2 separate regions of the Sus scrofa genome follow, and region 1 is linked to region 2. Evidence: chromatin contacts called from public HiChIP or PLAC-seq data. All regions are on one chromosome and are shown on one strand. Each heading gives the region's core, a stretch centred on a gene start, on an enhancer-like site or on the middle of the called end of the contact. The rest is flanking DNA. Distances are from core to core; before and after follow the strand shown. Region 1 holds the start of GPD2 (glycerol-3-phosphate dehydrogenase, mitochondrial). Region 2 holds the start of NR4A2 (nuclear receptor subfamily 4 group A member 2).

Evidence for each region. HiChIP or PLAC-seq counts read pairs in DNA pulled down with a chosen protein or histone mark.
Region 1: a contact with region 2 is called in an H3K27ac HiChIP or PLAC-seq map of alveolar macrophages. The contact joins the promoter of GPD2 here to the promoter of NR4A2 in region 2. A contact is called at or near these places in 2 of 5 promoter capture datasets (fetal liver and liver), 14 of 47 Hi-C or Micro-C datasets (alveolar macrophages, brain, embryonic fibroblasts and 8 more) and 2 of 2 datasets of contacts at active chromatin or transcription factors (alveolar macrophages and skeletal muscle).

What each region holds. Positions count from the first base shown.
Region 1 is chr15:63,590,526-63,596,086 of Sscrofa11.1, reverse strand. It overlaps GPD2 (glycerol-3-phosphate dehydrogenase, mitochondrial), which reads right to left and starts at 3,364. Exons shown (of 17, transcript XM_021075780.1): 1 at 3,178-3,364.
Region 2 is chr15:63,490,821-63,496,111 of Sscrofa11.1, reverse strand. NR4A2 (nuclear receptor subfamily 4 group A member 2) reads left to right here and starts at 2,809. Exons shown (of 7, transcript NM_001190276.1): 1 at 2,809-2,866; 2 at 3,352-4,217; 3 at 4,995-5,124. The coding sequence starts at 3,354.

The sequences.
Region 1 (5,561 bases), core at 2,115-4,614, 99 kb before region 2:
TAGCAACAACAACAACAAAAAGACAAAAAAAATAAAAAAATAAAAAATAAAAAATAAAATAAAATAAAGAGGAGAAGTTAGATAATGATTTAGGAATTGTTTCCCTTCTCTAATAACCATAGCTGCCACTAACCTCCCCCTCCCCCCTTCCCCCATCACATACACAAAATAAACTGGATGATTCATTCACAACATACAAAAGCTTGAGTTCCCTGATGATGCAGTGGGTTAAGGATCCAGCATTGTCACTGCTGTGGTGCAGGTTCAATCTCTGGCCCTAGAACTTCTGCATGTCATGGGCATGCCCCCTTCCCAAAAAACAAGAATAACCCCCCCCCAAAAAAATGCAAGAGCGAAATTATCTGGCTAACTGCATTCTTTGCCCAAATCTTCCTTTCTTGAATATAAAAAGTAAAATATATGAGAAAGACGAAAGCTAATATTTTGACGTCTACTATCTAACAGGAACTTCACTAGGAGTTTTACATGTGCCATATCATATATTATTACCCACATTTTGTCAATGAGACAATTGAGGCCCTGAGAGGCTGAATAGGCCAAAAGTCTTTGGTTTTCTTCCCCTGATTACACTCAGCTAGAGTTTGTCCCACAGTTCAGTAATTCATTGAGAAAACATTAATTGAGCCCTTATCTCAAGCTAGTCACTACTCTAAGCATTACAAATATGAAAAGTGTGTGAGACAGACCAAGCCTTCTCACATTACTTACATTCCAGTGATGGAAGCGGAAACCAAATACCCAAACAGGATAATTTCAGAGTTATAGTAGTTTACCAATATGGCTTATGTACAATGATAGACAAATACTTCTAAATATCTATGAGATTAAATAGTTACAAAACAAGGGTGGGGCGCGGGGGGGGGAGGCACTGACAACTGGAAACACTGCAACCCTCTTGTCAATTACTGAGCTAATAAGTCATTGCATCTTTTTTTTTTTTTTTTTTTTGCTTTCTAGGGCTGCCCTCATGGCAAATAAAGGTTCCCAGGCTTGGGGGTGGAATCTGAGGGGCAGCTTCTGGCCTACACCACAGCAACGCAGGATCCAAGCTGCGTCTGTGACCTACTCCACAGCTCACAGCAATGTCAGATCCTTAACCCACTGAGCTAGCTAGGCCAGCGATCGAACCTGCAACCTCATGGTTCCTAGTCTGATTCGTTTCCGCTACTCCACAATGGGAATGCCGCCATTGCATCTTTTAGCGCTGCTCAGAATGTCTATGTGACTATAGTGTGGCTAAAAAGACTATGTAACATATCAGGCTGGACAGCTCCAACAATGTTGGTTCTCAAACCACCAATTCCATCTTTATCCATTATTACTAAGGATTGCTGCATTATTTGAAGAGTTGATTTGGAAAAATCAAAGAAGTGTTGTAACTTGACATAATCCCCCTAGGAGAAACACAGGAGGGTTTCAACATTCTCATCATGAGGTTTCCCAGTCTACACTTGATATCCATTGAGCAATGGAATCCAGCATTCAGTCAGCAAAAACTGAGACTAGAGTGATCAGTAGCTACCAGGAAGTGCCTGGCCCCATTTCGGCATTTCCCATTACCCTCCACACTCCAAAAGGAAACCTCACTTCTATTAAACTGGGGATCATATGCAAAATTACGTTTTGTTTTAAGCAATGAAGACTCAGTGGAACTTACCCTTCTTTCTCCCACCTATTTTATACAAGTATAAAAACTAACTAAATTAGCTGTTGGCTATTTCCATAGCCTGCCCCACCCCCCACAATAAAGTGTTGTAATTTGGGTGGGCCCCTGTCACTAAGACTACTCAGAATTTGCATTTGTAAATTTCTTTGGAACTTCTTAGGAAGGCATTTGGGGGGTGGGGAGGGAATAAATGCTCCTCAGTTTAAGGTGGATAGCTGTCTAGGGACCAAAGGCTAAGATCATTCACAGCCAAAGTAGTCTGCAAATCTATTTTTTGCTCGTAGAAGTTACTACGGGCAGAGCTGGGGCTGTTTTAAATCCATCAGTGTACATCTTTCATTTCCTCCTGGAACTGCACTCCAGCAAGTGAAATCTCCAAAAAGCCTCTGTCCCCTTCTAGAATCTTTCCCTCTCTTGCTTCAGAAAGGAGCAACAATCCTTTTTTAGAAGACAGGCGACATCCACAAGCAGAAAGTTTGCAGCAAACTTTCAATTAGATACCAACCCTCGCCCAAAAGTCCTGCTGCTTTACTAAGGAGGAAAATGCATTACACCCCACTGCCCTCCAAAACGTAAACACCTAAACCATCTAAGACTGACCCACGTTTGTAGGTGAAGTTCTAAATCTTGCCCCAGATTCCGCCACCACCCACCCCAACACCGGACTCCAGGAGGTGATTGAGAGACCATTCCCCGCTACAACCCAGGGGGCGGGGGCAGGGGGGTCTCCTAGGAGGCACACACCTGAGATTGGTCCTCTCGCGCGAGGGGAAAGAGCAGGAGCACTGGGTTCCTCCGGCCGGGGCGGAGTCTGCCTCCCCCCTGAATCAGAGCCTCGGCCCTGGTACCGGCGGCGAAGAGCGCGCGGATGTCACCCTGGGGAGGGCAGGGCAAGTGTAACCCGACGCGCCCAGCGCCGCCGCGCCCCGCCTCCCGGGCAACTTGCTCCTCCCGCTCCTCCTCCTGCTCCCCTCCCCGAGGGCCGAGCCTGGCGGCGCGGCTGCCTCATCCAGGCGGATACCGCGGGCCCTGGCTCCTCCGGCCCAGCGGGGAAACGCGGAAGTGGAGGCGGGGGACCCCGCCCGGGAAGGCGGGGGGGGGGGGTGATGGGGGTGGGGAGAGAAGCGCTGTGAACCAGCGGGAGGCAAGCGAGCGAGGTCTCCGCCGCCCAATGAACGTGACGAGACCTGGCCACCGGGCCATGGGGCCCGCCGGGTGGGGCCGCGGCGTGGCAGATGCGTGGTCCTCGCTCCAGGCTGTAGTTCCTGCCCTGGGCCCTGGCCGGGCCGCACTCCAGACCCACCACCCCGCCTTGCCAGCCGGCTTGCGGGCTGGGAAGTCCCGGCTGAGCTAGGCCGGAGAAAGACTGTGGAGGTGTTCGATTTTCTCGGCTCCCTCCCCTACCCCCGCCCCGCCTTGAGGGTATCCCTCACACCTGCCGGGGAGAGAGGAGTCACTCGCTTGCCCGAAGGCCGGCGGGGCTGGCTTACCTGATTTCTCGTCACCTGCCCCCGAATCTGGCCTCCCCTATTCGGCAGAAAGCCTTTTCTTGGCCTAGAAACGCGTCTGGGAGAGGCCGACGGACCCCTGGGCCCCCACTGTCAGAGCCAAAGCCTTCGCCAGGGCTCCCCCCCCCCCCGCCGTCCCCCCGTCCCTGCTCTCTGGAGGTGCTCCTGGCCTGCTGACACTGCGCCTCCGCCCCCCACCCCCCACCCGGCAGCGTCAGCGGGGAGACCCGCAGGGAAGATCAAACCCAAGCTTTAGGGGACGGGATGCTGAGCTTAGGCTCCTCAGGCCCAGCCTTGTACAGGTGGGGGGAGGGGAGAGCCCAGGCAGCAGAGTAGCAGGCTTCCCCGTTGTACCCCAAATCCGACCCTGCCCACTGAGCATGCCCAGCTCACTTGTTGGAAACTCCAAGTGCTAGAGGAGCTCGAGGGGACCCAAGGAAGGCTAAGATGGGGTTCAAATGGATCCATTTCTTTAAGGTCTTTCCCACGAAGATCTCTGGGAGCTTTGCACATAATGTTTCTACCGTGGTGCTATTGGAAAATACCCAGGAAGAGTTGGAAAGGCCTTTCGAAAAATGGGGTGGGGGCAGCCAGATTAGTTCCAAAGAATAGAAAGCATGGGTTTTTTTCAGCCAATTATTTATTAAGTCATTCACTAATTTCTTTACATTCCAAATAATTATTATAATTGACCAGGAAATGTGTAGATTCATGGAGTCTCAAATGGTACCAGGAAACCAGCCCATCCAATGGGTAGTCTATCGAGTGGAACAGTGGTTCTCAGCCTTGGATACACATTACCATGGGGGATGGGGGAGGGGTATTAAATGATCAGTGCCAGGTTCCCATCCCCTGGATCCATGGAATCAGTCCACGATGGAACCTAGAAATCTTTATATTTTAAAACTGTGTGTCTCAAAGTGTACCTGGGGGAGCCAGCGGAAGTGGGCATTACCAGAGAATTCTGGGGCCAGGGCCTAGCTGATTGAACAAGTCATTCCAGAGATTCAGATGCACGATATCTCTTGAGAACCACTGTTGAAAGCTCCCCCAGATGACTCACATGAGCACCCAGGCAGGGTTGAGAACCCCTGTAATAGATCATTGCTTTTACATGTTTTCATATTCTAAAGATGTGAACAACATGTTACACAGAAAAGTAATAATCATGTTGATTTCTGATGCCAGTCCAGGATTACCTTCCCACTAATTCTCCAGGAACATTTCAGTACTTGGAGACCACCTATTATTATTCACTTTTGTACTTCGGTGCCTAGCACAGTGCCTGTAGCGTAATAGATATTTGATCATTGTTTATTGGTATGAAATGAATGCCTAGGGTAAGATTTGTTCTAGGCCCTGTTATGTCCACGGTTTATTTTCCCCACAAGTCCTAATCACCTTGCTAGCTAACAAGCCAGGAGGGATTCAGATCTCATCAATAAGCTGTGACCATCCATGATGGTCCAATACAAGTCTGACCCTGACAGAATAGGACGGGGGGAGGTAGAGAATTTTAAGGAAAGGAAAGTCAGAAGCATCAGTCATGATTTCACTTGCCAAACTTGGGGCCCAAAGCAACCAGAGGAAAGCAGAAGGACACTAGACATCAGTGGAATTCAGGAAAGGCATTGAAGGAAAAAATGGGAGGGCTTAAGGGAGGAGAGATAAGAAAGCTTAACATGATAAACATACAACTTAACTCTAGATCTTTTCATTCTAAACGACCTACCTCAGCCCTCTTCTTCCCCATGTTTCAGACACAACCAATCTCAGCTAAAGCCTTGAAAAACAATTTTTTAAAATTAGAGATTGTTATAAAATAGTTATGTCCCATGCATAAACACATAGCAGATTTGTAATTATTCAACATAGGTTAACCATCCACTTTTATTCAAGACAAAAGTGGTTTTAAAACATTAAATGTATATAGTGGATAATTTTTAAATGCAGAGGTTTATAATACTTCTGCTTTAAGAGCCACAGAGACGTACACAATCAAGAAGTACTCCACATTTACTCCATCAATATTTTCTAGAAAGAATTAAGCGTAAAAATAAAATTTTCCTTTAGCCTTAAACATAACGCTTTAAAATTGAGGATATGATTTATGAGTACTTAAAGTGGCTTTCCCCCTGTCTCTTTCTGCCCCTGTGTCTTCCTTATTTTTTTCAAATTTTTTTTCTTTTGTCTTTTTGCCTTTTATAAGGCCACTTCCAAGGCATATGGAGTTTCCCAGACTAGGGGTCCAATCAGAGCCGCAGCTGCCGGCCTACACCAGGGCCACAGCAACTCGGGATCCGAGCCACCTCTGCAACCTACATCACAGCTCACGGCAATGCTGGATCCTTAACCCACTGAGCAAG
Region 2 (5,291 bases), core at 1,560-4,059:
CCCCAGGCACTCTGTCCTCCCTCGCACGTGAGCACTTCAGGGAAAGAAGGGAACACAGAAAATGGGTCCTACTCACTCTTCTCCACTTTGGGGTGTGTGTGTGCGTGTATGAGAGAGGGAGAGAGAGAATATGGGAGGGAGGGAGAGACGGAGGGAGGGGGAGAACACACACACACACACACACACACACACACACACACACACACACACCAGAGGAGTAAGGCCAGGGACAGGAAAAAGAGAAAAGGAGGATGCACTGGGCTAGGGAAATCCCATCCCAAGTGCCTCAGCCCTCTGAACATCTCTTGTCATGGGACATCTGTATTCGCTTCCGTTAACAATTGTGACAATTGTGGGTGGGTGAGGTTACGGCGCCGCCAGGCACACCCCATCTCGTGCGATTCCAGGTGCGGGCTACCTGGCCCATGTCTGGGTTCCCTTCCGCCCAGGCTTTTGTTGCACCCTCCCCCACGTGTGAGCGGCCGAGCAGCAGCAGTGGCGCGGGGGTTGAGGGGGGGAGGTGAGGTGAGATGTCGAGGCGCTGCGGGCTGCGCTGACTTGAGTGGAGAGGTCACACCTCTTTCGGAAAAAGAAAAAAAAAAAAAAAAAAAAAAACCTAGCTGGCTACCAAGGTGAACCCTGAACGGTTCCCACCTTAAAATCTGCCCTGCTCGTGACGTCAGGTCGGAAATATACCAAAGCGAGCGCCGGCCAGGAGTCTGGGGAGCGCGGCGGCGCGGCGATTGGGCGGCGGGCCGCTGACGCGCGCTGACGCGCGGAGACTTTAGGTGAATGTTGGCAGCGGCAGCGCGAGCCACATAAACAAAGGCACATTGGCGGCCAGGGCCAGTCCGCCCGGTGGCTCGCGCTCTGCTCCGCGGTCCCGTTCGCCTGCCCAGCCGGCCGCTTTCCCCTGCTCCCTCCCTGCTCTCGGCGTCGCAGCTCCCATCGCCCCTATCGCCCACCCCTCCCTGACCCTGACGCCCCGACTTCAGAGGGAACTACACTTCGGCTGAGTTGAATGAATGAAGAGAGACGCGGGGAACTCCTAAGTGAGTAGGTGCAGCCCATACGGCTGGCGTTCTTTAGCCTTCCTTCTCCTTTTGCGTGTCTCTTCCATCCGTTTGTATGGCGCAGGTTCTCTTGGAAGTGGGCGCTAGAAGCGCGGAACGCGAGTGGGGCCGGAGCGCTGGGAGTAGGTGTGCGCAGCTACAGAGGACATTTGTCGGAACTCAGCTTTGCCACTCAGCAGAGGCTTCCAGGCTCCTCATTGGTGGAAGTGGAAGGGAGGCTTGCATAGTTTGGGGAGTTGCGGACTTGCCGCGGAAATGTGCATAAAGTTTGCTCTTAGTGCAGATTTGATTATGGTCTTTGAACACGTAGACTCCAAGTTCTGTGTTTACGGGAGGCCTGGACGCTGCATACAAAGTAACAGGGAGTAAGTTCTTCAGTTTATGTGTTGCTTGGGAACTGTGTCACCGCGGCTGGCCAGCGTGCCCAGGTTTCCTGGGTATTATTGGGTAATGGGGGGGCAGTTGGTAGAGTGACCTGTTACTAAGTTGCTTGAAATTTCTGGTTTTAATCTATGCTGCGCTTGCGTATGGTATGTGAATTTGTCAGAGACAGAGACAGACAGAATATTTAAAGAGTACAGCTCTGAAGCTGCGAAGTTACCAGAGGGTTAATATTCCAGCCAGTCATATCTGTCAAGTGCTATGAGGGTCAAGAGTCTCCTTTCTTTCTACTTTTTCTGATTATCCTCCCTCCCCCATGAAGCAAGATTATGAAGGGATGTGAGCAAGGAGAACAGAAGGATTGGGTGTTTGGCTTTCTTTTTTATTAGTAATAAAATTATCTATGCTCTAGAATGCCTTCTAAGTGGGAACGTCTGAAAATTACTAGAACACAAGAATGCCTTGTTCCAGCAAGACTGTGGAAGGCTGGATAGGGAAGGTGCTCAGCTTGCTATGTGGAGAGGTACTTCTAACACTGGTGCCAATTTTGGATAAGTAGTTATTTCTCTCTCTCTACAACTGACCTAAGATGCTCCTGGAAAAATAGGGCCCCTTCTTTCCATTCCTTGGCAGTTTAAGATGAAAGACCAACTTCCTGGAAAAGTGAGTGCCAATTCACCTGTATCCCCAAACCTAGTACTCTGTCAAAAGCTCTTAGGAAATCCAGATGTTTCCATTCAGATTGCCTTCAGGGCTACCCAGGCCTTGCTAACATTTTGTAACTCCTAGGGGTGGAGGGAGAGATTGTTTTCACATTTTATATTCTTGACTTCTACTTTCTCCCCCCGCCTTAAAAAAGAAGCCAATTTCACCCATGGGGGGGGGGGTTAAGAGAAGGTTCCAATGGTATACTTTAATTAAACCCTAGTTTCTTCTTAGTTCCGAATTAAACTAAAATGGAAATGACACTCCCTTCCCACCCCCCCACCCTAGAAAAAGGGCCAATTTATTTCAACATAAGTATTAAATAAGCACATGGAATTCCTTTCCTCCTTCAGAACTCTCTCTCTCAGAAGGATTTGAGTCAATGGCTGAATTTTTCTGTTGTTTCCAGCCATCTCTTTTGCACATTCATATTAACTGCTAAGTTTGGTAAAGGCTACACACTGATTTCCAATTAAACAGTCAAGAAGGGCTTAGAAGGGCCTGCTTAGTGATACAGATGCCCAGCCAACAGCCAAATCTGTCAGGGAAAGTCACCCTGAGGCTTCCTGTGTCTTTATTTCAGGGAGGAGATCCAACAGGCTGGGCTCTCCACTGCTTTTCTAAAGATCTTGGAAACTTTGTCCTTCATTGAATTACGACACTGTCCACCTTTAATTTTCTCGAAAACGCCTGTAACTCGGCTGAAGGTTAGTGCAATATTATTTTTTCCCCCTTTCCTCCCCCGAGTTCCTTAAACGTCCAGAAACAGGGCAATGCGATCTTTCTCAGCAAACCCTGTAACTTAAGTTTTTTCCCAACCCATCGCCTTCAGGAACAAGTTTCTCATTGTGCAATTCAACTTGATTTCTAGATTGGGCTTGCTGAACTCGAGCTTCAGAGGAAAGGCTCCTTGGAGCAGGGTTGCTCGGAAGAAGGGGTGAAGGGGGAAGCGTTGGAAATATCTGGGAATGGAGACCCTAGTAGTTTTCTAATTCTAGCTTTTGACTGGATCAGCCTTTCCTTGCCCTGTACTGTTTTGCTCCGCAGTCTTCGCGCTCTCTGCCCTTCCTCTCGCGCCCCTACGCGCTCTCCGACCGCCGCGGGCTGCCGGTGTAGCTCCAGGTGTACCCGAGCCCGGGAGAAAGTGTTCAGTTGACCAGGCTGAGTGTATATTACCCTGTTTCATTTCCAGCCATGCCTTGTGTTCAGGCGCAGTATGGGTCCTCGCCTCAAGGAGCCAGCCCCGCTTCTCAGAGCTACAGTTACCACTCTTCGGGAGAATACAGCTCCGATTTCTTAACTCCAGAGTTTGTCAAGTTTAGCATGGACCTCACCAACACTGAAATCACTGCCACCACTTCTCTCCCCAGCTTCAGTACCTTTATGGACAACTACAGCACAGGCTACGACGTCAAGCCACCTTGCTTGTACCAAATGCCCCTGTCCGGACAGCAGTCCTCCATTAAGGTAGAAGACATTCAGATGCACAACTACCAGCAACACAGCCACCTGCCCCCCCAGTCCGAGGAGATGATGCCGCACTCCGGGTCGGTTTACTACAAGCCCTCCTCGCCCCCGACGCCCACCACCCCGGGCTTCCAGGTGCAGCACAGCCCCATGTGGGACGACCCAGGCTCGCTCCACAACTTCCACCAGAACTACGTGGCCACCACGCACATGATCGAGCAGAGGAAAACGCCGGTCTCCCGCCTCTCCCTCTTCTCCTTTAAGCAGTCGCCCCCCGGCACCCCCGTGTCTAGCTGCCAGATGCGCTTCGACGGGCCCCTGCACGTTCCCATGAACCCAGAGCCGGCGGGCAGCCACCACGTGGTGGACGGGCAGACGTTCGCTGTGCCCAACCCCATCCGAAAGCCCGCGTCCATGGGCTTCCCCGGCCTGCAGATCAGCCACGCGTCGCAGCTGCTCGACACGCAGGTGCCCTCGCCACCGTCGCGGGGCTCCCCCTCCAATGAGGGGCTGTGCGCCGTGTGCGGGGACAACGCGGCCTGCCAGCACTACGGCGTGCGCACCTGTGAGGGTTGCAAAGGGTTCTTTAAGGTGAGCCAGAACCGGGACTGAGGAGACAGGTAGGGGCCCCCTAGTGCCCAGAGCCTCAGAGAGTACTCTCCGCCGGGGTGCAGGCGTCTGGCCCCAGCTGATCTCTGACCTTCCGACTCCCGGGGTCCGTGGAGGCTGCCCTGCAGGCGACCCTGGGCTGCTGCGGGGGCTTCTGGGTGCCTGAGAAAGGGGACTGGGAAGACGGGAAGACCCGAGGTCTCATCCCCGGAAAGCAGCCGACCCAGCAGGCCCCCGCCCGAAGTTGCTGTAGCTGAGTTGGAAGAGGGTCATTTGCATGTGCTAGGAGCTGTCTTCTCTGTTCAGATTGAAATTGGTTAGGACAGAGAACCGTGTCTGAGCTAACCAAGTGGAACAGAATTCCCTATGGTCAAATTAAGTGATCTCTTTATTTCGCCATCCTGATTGAATAATCTTATCATTTTAAATAGAGAAGGTCTCTAAGGAATGTAAATAATATGAATGCCCACGGATTTGTATTTACTGAGCGTCTCCTTCTCTTTCTCTTGGCATATAAAACACAGCAAGGAGCGGCAAGGTTAGCTCAAATGTTAACGCTATCAATTTTCTTCTGTTAAATGCCCTGGGGGAGGAAAAAGAAGAGAAAGACAAGGAAAAGGACAAAAATTAAAAAGGAGTTGTGTATGTGTTTGTTTGTGGGGAGTGTGTGTGTGGATCATGGCGGTTCTGTGTCTGGATTCCCTTGATTGTTGGATTTTCAAAATAAATTGTTTCGGCCTCTATTGTCTCCCTTTGCAGCGCACGGTGCAAAAAAACGCGAAATACGTGTGTCTAGCAAATAAAAACTGCCCAGTGGACAAGCGGCGCCGGAATCGTTGTCAGTACTGCCGATTTCAGAAGTGCCTGGCTGTTGGGATGGTCAAAGAAGGTAGGTTGGGCAAGCGGCACCCCCCCCCCCCAGTCTGCTCCCTAGGGCAACTGCTGCTCCTACCCCAACCCCACTTTCCTCTTCCCAGAGCCGAGGCGGGTGAGAGAAACCCCACTCGCTTCTGGCCTCTAAGACCGGGCTGCCTGCTTGCCCATCCTGCCCTAGAG